Linked DNA regions of Zea mays: region 2 is linked to region 1. A link is a contact called in public Hi-C data. All regions are on one chromosome and are shown on one strand. Each heading gives the region's core, a stretch centred on a gene start, on an enhancer-like site or on the middle of the called end of the contact. The rest is flanking DNA. Distances are from core to core; before and after follow the strand shown. Region 1 holds the start of LOC100191206. Region 2 has its middle 14 kb from the start of LOC103650685.

Region 1 (4,640 bases), core at 922-3,421:
TAAACACTTAGCTTTTTTATCCTGGTTTTGTGAGATTGGTTTTGATGAAAATTATCCAAAACAAACGTGAACATAGAATCGGTCGAGTCATTACGATAGTAGAAATCCGTCACTTTTAAAATTCTAAATCCTATGGACACATTCATCTTTCTTCGCGCGTAATCTTCACGATACTCAGATTATACCCACATACAGCCAGATTCTCGGAAAAGCTGGTTGAAACAAATATGCTTTGTATGGGCTAATACAAAACAAATATGCCTTGTATATGGGCTAATACAAAATGTACCCACCTCACAATGAATAACAAGAGTTCAGTCATCATTGTTTCTTGTGTCTCTTTCTTTATGCTGCGTCTGTGGCGGGAAGAAACCGGAGACCATACATATTTTTCCCATTTGCATTGTTGACGAAAGAGTTTGGAATTGGAATGTGTGATCTACGATGAGGGCCATGCATGCATTACTTAAGAATTATTAGATAGCACGAACCCAATTTAATAACAGATCGACAATATATATAGCACCGCGCGCCTGAGGATGGATCGGATCTACGTACGTACACACACGTACTGCTAGTAGTATTATACTAGCTAGTACATACATACATACATACTATATATCAGCACACAATACAAACATGACGATGGGTGCGTGTGCATGGTAGTTGAACACGGACGCATGCATGCATGCACTAGAAAATGTTGGAGAGAATGGCCATGTCGATGTAAGGCGAGGTGGGGTTCCATGAGACAGAGGACGACGCGGAAAGGTCCGGCGACGTGCTACCGGCGGAGGTGGTGGTGGTGGTGGTGCAGGGCCGCCGGACCAGCAGCGGCACCATGTCTTCCAGCAGCCCGCCGTTGGTGATGTGCTGCTGCTGGTGGTGGTGGTGGTCGTGGTCGTCGAAAAAAGCAGGTACATCGTCGTCAAGGTCGTAGCAGAAAGATGCTGCTGCTGGTGGTGGTGCTGGTGCTGGAGCCATGACAGCAGCTCCCAGTGGGCCGGTGGTGATGATGTCTTGTTGGGCCGGGCCGTGGAGAAGGTCGTCGTCCATGACGACGATGGGCTGTTGTGGTGGGCCGGCGCCGAGCTTGGGCTTTTTGGGCTGCGGCGGCGGTTGCTGGTGGTGGAGGAAGTGCGAGTAGGTGTAGTGCAGGTGGAGGCCCTCGTAGGTGACGACGAGCGTGTCCGGCTCGTCCGTCGACCGCTCCACCTGCTTCTTGGCGTTGCACCGAGGGTTCGTGCACCGGTAGTAGCTCCTGCACAGCACAGCACAGCACAGCAAACTTACTAAACAAGTCGATCTGGATACAGAATTGGGATTGCCAATGCACAGCTAGCTAGCAAGCACTGCCAGTTTTGGTGGCTGGCCAGACAGATCGGGTTGCACTCATTCATGATCAGTATCTATTATTGTACTAGCTATATTATATGTATGTATACCTTGGGTTGGGGCTGTTCTTGATGGATTTCTGGCCGTATTTCCTCCATTTGTATCCATCCTCCGCAAGGCTGCTGCCGTTCCCACAGGTCTTGATCTTGAGCGTGTACTTGTTCTCCATCTTGCTCATCAGCACCTTCTCCGGGGACGATAAAGCCCTATGTATATACACATACGCCATGCATTCAATATGATTCTTCATATATATATATATATATATATATATATATATATATATATATTATATATACACAGGAAGATAGATCGCGGATTGATGGATTAAGATCGAGCTAGCTAGCTAGTAGAAGACGCTCCAATATTTCTGATTGTGAGAACGAATTGAGCAGACGACGTACGTACCCTGGGCCGGCGGAGGAGTTGTTGTAGTTGCGAGCATCCACGTCGCCGCCGCCGGTGAAAGAGAGCGCGCTCTCTATGTCGCTGATGGTGGGTCCGGAGTAGACCGTGGAGATGAGCTTGTTGAGCATGGAGTCCCGCCGGCGACGGGGCCCTTCCTGCTGCACCGCCGCCTCGTCGACCATCATCATCATCAGCTCCTCCGGATCTGTCGTCCAGGAGTCGTACTTATTAGGCGGCGGCGGCACAGGCACAGCGACTGATGATGTCGACGATCCCTCCTCTTCCTCCATGGCAGACAAGCAGTTACAAATTAAAGCTAGTAGCTAGTAGTAGAGAGCGAGAGGAGAGGAGAGAGGTTGATGCATGCAATGCAATGCAAGAAGAAGCCACCAACCCAACCCACGGGAGGAGGGTGTATATATAACAACAATTAATGGTAATGCAACTATATGCATGCCGCTAATTTTATTTTATTCCCAATATACCCTCGACGACCCAGCAATTAATATATATATATTTCATGTGTTGTTGTGTTGAATCATTAAGCTGCTACGTATGTGTTGTTGATAACCCAAGGGTGCAATAACGACTAATATAATGCATTTGTGTCAACGTAACCACTAAAGATGACTAGCTAGCGTGCATGATTAGCTAGCTAGCTAGGTCGCCGCCGCATACATATATGGATCGATAAGGGCAGATGTGTTGAACCTGCTGCTGGCACCTAACCATACCCTTTTCTGTCCTAAAGAGAGTCCTACAAGTTTGTCTAGCGCCGTGGATAAATGGAGTAGGCCTCACCACACACTGCACACAGATTAGTAAAGCTAGCTACTCCTGCCTTGAGCTCTTTATTAACTTGCCTGCCCCAAACAAACTATATATTATACATGCATATGCATTAATGCATTTGCATTATTTGCTACGTATATGTATATATGTATAAGCAACATGTAATATATGTATGCAACTTATTATGTAATAAATAGTACGTACCAATTAATAATTAATTAATATTAAATGGTAACGCGCGAGGTAGCAAGTAAGCCAAGCAGATCGTTGTGAACCAAGCAAGCAACTTTAATTTATCTGCCCTATAACGATCAGTCTACGTACCAAACAAACCCAAACCCTTTTTTGTTTTCAGAATGAGAAAAAAACTACCGCGCGCGTCCGATCTGGTAACAAACTAACTATGTTTTGGTCGCATTAGGAGTTGACCTTTTGGGTTAGCATGCAAGCATGCTGGCTGTCCCTACGTGTATGTGTGATGGATGGATCACGATCGAGAGAGAAATCGAAGAGAAAAAGGCAAAGGAAAGGACCAAAGGCAATTAATAGGCCGGGGAGACGAAGCCAGGGGATACGACAAGGGGTTGACCTGACCTTGCCTGCAGCGCCGCGCGCGGGATCTCATCTCATTGCTTGCATGCATGCATGATGTCGTCGTCGTCCTCGTCCATATGCGATGCATGCATGTCCCATGCAGATACGATATATGCTGGCTCGCATGCATGATGCATCTATCTATCTATCGTCTCTCTGTCGATAGTATATACTATATCTCTAGTCGATCTAGACCACCCATGCATATGGTCGTATACTCGTATGAATCGATCTACCGCATGCATGCATGTCGCCCGTAAACACTTCTCGATCAGCAGCAGCACAGTACTGCATATATGCATGGGCGCGCGCTGACCCAAGCCCAAGGTCGGTCGGGATCGGGATCCACCACCTCCGCCATCGGCCGACCGTGTCTCTCTCTCAGACTGCTAGTGCTAGGCTAGCATATGCAGCACATGATTGAGCAAACAGCAGGTCAGCTCCAACTTGGACTTTGTCTGTGTTAGGCTGCTGTACCCCCCCCCCCCCCCCCCCCCCCCACACACACACACACACACCACACCCCTCCTGCTTCTCTCTCGTCAGCGCCTGTACGTATATGCATGCATATGCCGGCCGAATCCTCTACAGTTACATACCCACCGATGTAGATACAGCAGACAGATCAGTAACGTGCGGAATCGACTTAGATCTGGCTCCATCAGCACGTACTGCATGTAGCCAAAAAATATTGTTGAGGTTACAAGAAACAACTTTGCTATATGATATAGAGTTTTATAAACTTTAATATTGTTTTGCTAAAGAATTTATAAATTTTATCGGGGTCGACTAACCCAGATAAACACCCTATGTTTTTGCATGCATGGAACAAGACTCGCATGGGGAGACCTACGTACGTATATGCTAGTAGGGAGGGTACACGCCTCCGCTCACTTCTCTATTGCAAATTGTATAGTCTACAATTCTACCTTTAAATTCCCTGCTTAGTCTAACTTAGACGTCCGCTCTGACATTTATTTAGTTTTAGGTCCCCTATTTAGCCTAACTTAGACGCCCATTTTGATGCTCGTTTGTATCCTCTTCCCCCCCCCCCCCCCCCCCCCCCCACCCCCCTCTCTCTCTCTCTCTCTCTCTTATCTCCTTTCTCTGTGCGTGTGCGGCGATCGGCTAGCCTTTCGGTTTCACCACCAATCATTTGGTATGTATATATATGCATGCAACAGCTGCTTCACTGTTTATTTCCATGCAGACCAGCCAGAGGACGACGATATATCTACGATCGCGCATGCACCAACCAGCAGTGCAATTAATTTAAGCTCTCTGATCCATCCAGCGACAAGTCCTGCAGACCAGATGTTGACCCGTTCAGGTCGTTGACAAACCCAAGTATCTACTGTACGCAGTGACCAAATTAGAGCTAGCTAGTTTAATAATATAGCAAACGGTTAACTGTAAGGATCTTTACGGTCTATCTTATAACCGATATGTAT
Region 2 (4,640 bases), core at 1,390-3,889, 120 kb before region 1:
TATTTATAGTTCGCAAAAATGCCTCGAGAAGCCAACAGTCACACAATAAAACTTCACACAACACAACGGTCATATCCCAACTGTCACATTACAAGGCACCCTCCGAGGCCACTTTAACCTATGATCGAGGACATCGTTTGACCATCTCCCGAAAACAGATTTTGGGACCAGCTCACAAAGTTGAACCGGTCCCTCGGGGGGGGGGGGGGGCTAGTATTGGAGCGAACGCCGAACCAGACCTTGATCAGACTTATCCGGCTACGATTAACCATGCCTGAGCGCAGGGATAGCACCGACGGTGGACTTTGTCCCGTACCAGCGACAGGATCCTCGACCACAGCCATTGAAGAAAGACTGAGCGAAGGGCCGCGCGAGAAGAGGGGGCTCACAGTAACCCTCGCCACGTGCCCCGAAGGCTCTACTTGTCCCTCAAACAGTGGAGTCAAAGCCCCGACGCTGTCAAGGGTCTGGAATATAGGAGAAGGCTCTGGGAGACCTCTGTGGGGCCTAGGCTTCCACCACGTTGCTGCTCAGGCCCACTTGTAAGCCCCTTCAAGGGGTAGACTTTAGAGTATGTTTAGGTCGTTGTACCTTACTGCATGGTAATGACCCTGTTGCGAGGAATAATCCGGGAATGTAGCAGGTAACCGGGGTTATAATGATACTTAGGACCACCTACCTCGTCCGGTTGCCTATAAATACCCCCTCTTTACATAGATGGGACACACATAACAAGGCAGTACAGTTCCCTACCTACTCTTTTGTTGTGCACCTGAGCCTTGCCCGTTCCTAAGTGTTTGGGTCCACATGTCAGGCGGTCCCAACAACTGGCCAAGGGAGTTGTTTGAGCAATGTCGAAAGGGAATAATCAACCCGATCTAGCACTAGCCTTGCTTGAGGTTGTGGAGGGATAAATCGAGCAAGATCTTTTGTGGTGCTCGTGATGCGATGCGTGGTTAGTGTTGTTGTAAGCCGATGTGAGAGGTCACCGCCCTATCAAACTGGGTGTGCTGGTGAAGCCATGTCGGTGCAACACAACAAAGCACACTGAGCCAGGACACATATCCTCAAAAATTTTGGGCTAACACCATTACAAATCTAAAATGTATCTTAGAGATGCATTTCTCAGGACGTTGACAACTATATACCTAGGCATAAAATATATCCGTGGCCATAAGAAAATTACAAATCTATAAAAGGTAAAATATCCTATAATTTGGAGCAAAAGAGAATATATATGTGTGTAAGAGAGTAACACTTATTGTATGAACTTAATGAAAACATGTCTAATATCGATGCTGTGGTTTTAATTTCTCTCTCTCTGAAAAATATATATGATGGATGGCCCAGGATCCGATGATCTGACGACACGATCTCACTATCTAGTGCGTGCGACGTGCCTGCGTGCATGTGTCAGCTACACCTGGATAAAAATCACCACCGAGCACAGCAGACTGCAGATTTTCTTTTTGGCACCTCAACTTTGATTTCCATCCACTAGCAGACACCAGTTGCTTTTGCTATCTCGGAAACGGTGAAAAAAGGAGCAAATAAAAATTTGTAATTTTGCGACATGGAATATTCGAAACTGTATTGCAATAGTACGTACGTACGTACGTTGGGGATCCATCCATCATTTTGTTTTTGAAATCTGGGAATTTGATCGCTTGTCTGCTAGCTAGCTGATCTATCTATCAGCATGAACAACAATATATATATGTTAGCATGAACAAAATGTGCATAGTGTTTATTACTCACAATATAGCGACTCACATGTTTGGCATGATCGGCTGAAAAGGTGAAACATTTGTATATGTTGGGGAGACAAGTAATAACCAAGTCGATCTAGTGATAAAACTAGGTTTTGGCAACCTCTCTGCGAATCTGCGATGCCATATTGTCCCTGATCTTTATGACATTTGTGAAAATAAAGGGATCATATGCATGGTGAAGCATGGTAAAGAGAATGATTGGCATATGCCTTTCAGGAGATTGCTCTATAATAATGAACAGATCAATACTTGGGAGAACATTTACAGGATGGGTATGGATTTTGGTTTCCAAGAAGTAGATGATGTTATATATTGGATGGAGATGGGGAAATCAAAAAATCTTTACTGTCAAACCTCTTTATATTCACATGGAGAATCGGATCTATGGTCCCTACATGAAGCATATCTGGAAAGGAAGAGTCCCTCCTAAAATCAAGATGTTCATGTGGTTTTTAGAAAACAGTGTTCTCCTATCTAAAGAGAATATGACAAAAAGGAACTGGAACGGTGATACAATCCGTTCCTTCTGAAAACCCTGTTGTATTTCTGTTATGAATATAATAGAAATGAGGAATCATCGTATAAAAAAAGCAGAGCAGATAGCTAGCTAGGAACAAGAAAGAAATGAAGCTCCCAGCAGATCATGAGAAATAAAACGGTGACCAGATTTACAAGTTGGAGTAGCTTGTTGCATTGCATTGCATGCATGAACTTAAAAGATGGTGGCGCGCGCGGTACGTACTATTTCCAGTTTGTGGTTTGGAACCAAAGCTAGCAAAGGAAACATGCATGCATGAATGCGGTGCAGCTACGTACTAGCTGGATAGATGGACTATAAAGCCTGCACCCGTCGCGTTTGCAGTGGAAGTGGGCCAAGGCAGCCAGCTGCCGTCCAATCCCATCCATCCATCCATCCATCAGTGAGTCAATCCGTGTCCCTGTCAGTTTGTCATCTCCGCCTTCCTCCAAAGCTCTTCCCAGCGCAGCTTAATTAATTACGGGCTTGCATTATGGTCGTCGGAGTCGGATGCAGATGCAGGCAGGGGCAGCTCAAGAAACAAGGCATCTTTCTTTGCTTGTTCTTTCTTCCGATCCATGCATGAGAAGAAGTTTGATTGGATGCTTTCTTTTGTCTGGAACTCGATCGATCATCGCTTGGGATGCATCGCCTACTACTATCTCGATCGCTCTAAGCTAGCTCACCACCCACACTATACTACGTACGTACTACATAGTCCCTATATATCTATGTAGTTCTATTTCTTGGCATCTAGCTTCATTCCATCTCCATCACCCACATCCCCATTGACAGAGAAAGAGAATACTAGCTAATAATCTGTTAAGTGAGTTGCACTCTTCCCTTAGCTTGGGCCCATATGTCAGCTCGAAGTGGAAGATATTGCCAACTATTCAACACCTTTCCATGCCACTCACTCTCCTACCGACTCAATCTTGTATAATCTCTTATATCTAATAATCATTTACTGTTAAGTGTAGAAAAAATTAAAGTTTTTAAAAGACTAAAACAACCCTGTCATGGACCTCCTCGTTGGATCGGCCCAGTCGTCACAACTATCCGTTCGGCCATACTATCCCTGATGCCACCCAAACCAGCCTGCCCCGATATACCACGCTCCCACCGCAGCCCCTTCTCGATGCGATGTCGCCTGACCCCGCCCCTTCTTGGCACCTCTGCCCCCCATCATCTCGTCATCGTCGTCGCGACACCCGCCCAATAGGCTAGATCTTGCTCGTCATGACGATGCGACGCATTCCGGGTGGTCGACGAGCTTGGCGAACCAGCGAGCCCAAGCTCTCAATCGGAGACGTCTCCTGACCCGCCCCTTTCCCGCACCCCACACTTCGAGGAGGTCAACATTCAACAAATTACACATAACTTCGATTCGGTCAGCAAGAACTTAGCATTATATTTGTTTCCTTTGTTCATATAGTTTTCTTCCTTAAACTTGTATCGTGTATTGATATGAAACTTGTCGATACTAGTTTTTTATGATCTTGCTTGATTTTTTCATGTGCTCTTTTTGGCCCCCATAAATTCTCGCCCTGCGTCCGCCACTGCTCATTCCCACTCTCCCTCTCTCTCTACACATGAAGAACAAAGGATGAACTATACAGAAAAATATTAGACAGGAAGGAAGAGAAAGAAAATAAGAAAAGTAGGATCAATCTCAAGCTCCATCATCCCAAGTGCACACCATCATCTATGATGAGCTCAAGAGATCCTATCTCATTTTTATTGAAATCATCTCACTATGCATGGACACAAAATGAGGCTTATGATTGATTTTTCATCTCAAGCATAAGCTCAATGCTATCTCCCACTCAATCTTCTCATGAATCACTTGGGTCCCTCTAATGACATCTACATTATTTTTGCATGAATAATCACGAAAATGCCAAATCCATCTCTTTTGCTTGAAAGAAAGGAAGATCAAAGTTCAATGAATGGTCTGATGGTCTGAGAATCACCCACTCCCTAAGATAAGTTTCCATTCTCCAATTCATGTATTTCATTCCCTTTTTCCATGATTTGCTTGATCCCCAAATCACAAGTTGCACTTGGTATATAAAGCTTGAAACCTATTCACCACAAGCCTAACACACCACCTAAACAACCCTAAAAATCCCATGCACATGCATGATGGACAACATTCATGATATAGAGTATACCGTCTAAGAACACCATGAAGAACTCAAGAACATAGGTTTTGTTTATGTTCATGCAGATCGTCCGTCATGACATCGGATCATATGCTAGAACACTTGAAACTAGCCTAGAGGGGGGTGAATAGGCTACACTTGAAATTTTCAACAAAAACTTTGAAATATAGTGACATAGCAGTTCAA

Evidence for each region. A called contact is a pair of places that touch in the nucleus more often than the background predicts.
Region 2: a contact with region 1 is called in a Hi-C map of tassel, with 2.2 times the contacts expected there. The contact joins the enhancer-like site here to the promoter of LOC100191206 in region 1. A contact is called at or near these places in 2 of 25 Hi-C or Micro-C datasets (ear and tassel).

What each region holds. Positions count from the first base shown.
Region 1 is chr3:146,481,744-146,486,383 of Zm-B73-REFERENCE-NAM-5.0, reverse strand. It overlaps LOC100191206, which reads right to left and starts at 2,171. Exons shown (of 3, transcript NM_001136641.1): 1 at 1,804-2,171; 2 at 1,446-1,601; 3 at 219-1,261. The coding sequence starts at 2,093. The coding sequence ends at 694.
Region 2 is chr3:146,604,425-146,609,064 of Zm-B73-REFERENCE-NAM-5.0, reverse strand. No RefSeq gene overlaps it. Among protein-coding and RNA genes, the nearest start is that of LOC103650685, 14 kb to the left of the region's middle. Within about 2 kb of position 2,639, at least 12 of the 20 cell types and tissues checked have an H3K27ac peak or open chromatin away from gene starts, as enhancers often do. A contact at or near this core is called in ear and tassel, where this site is marked.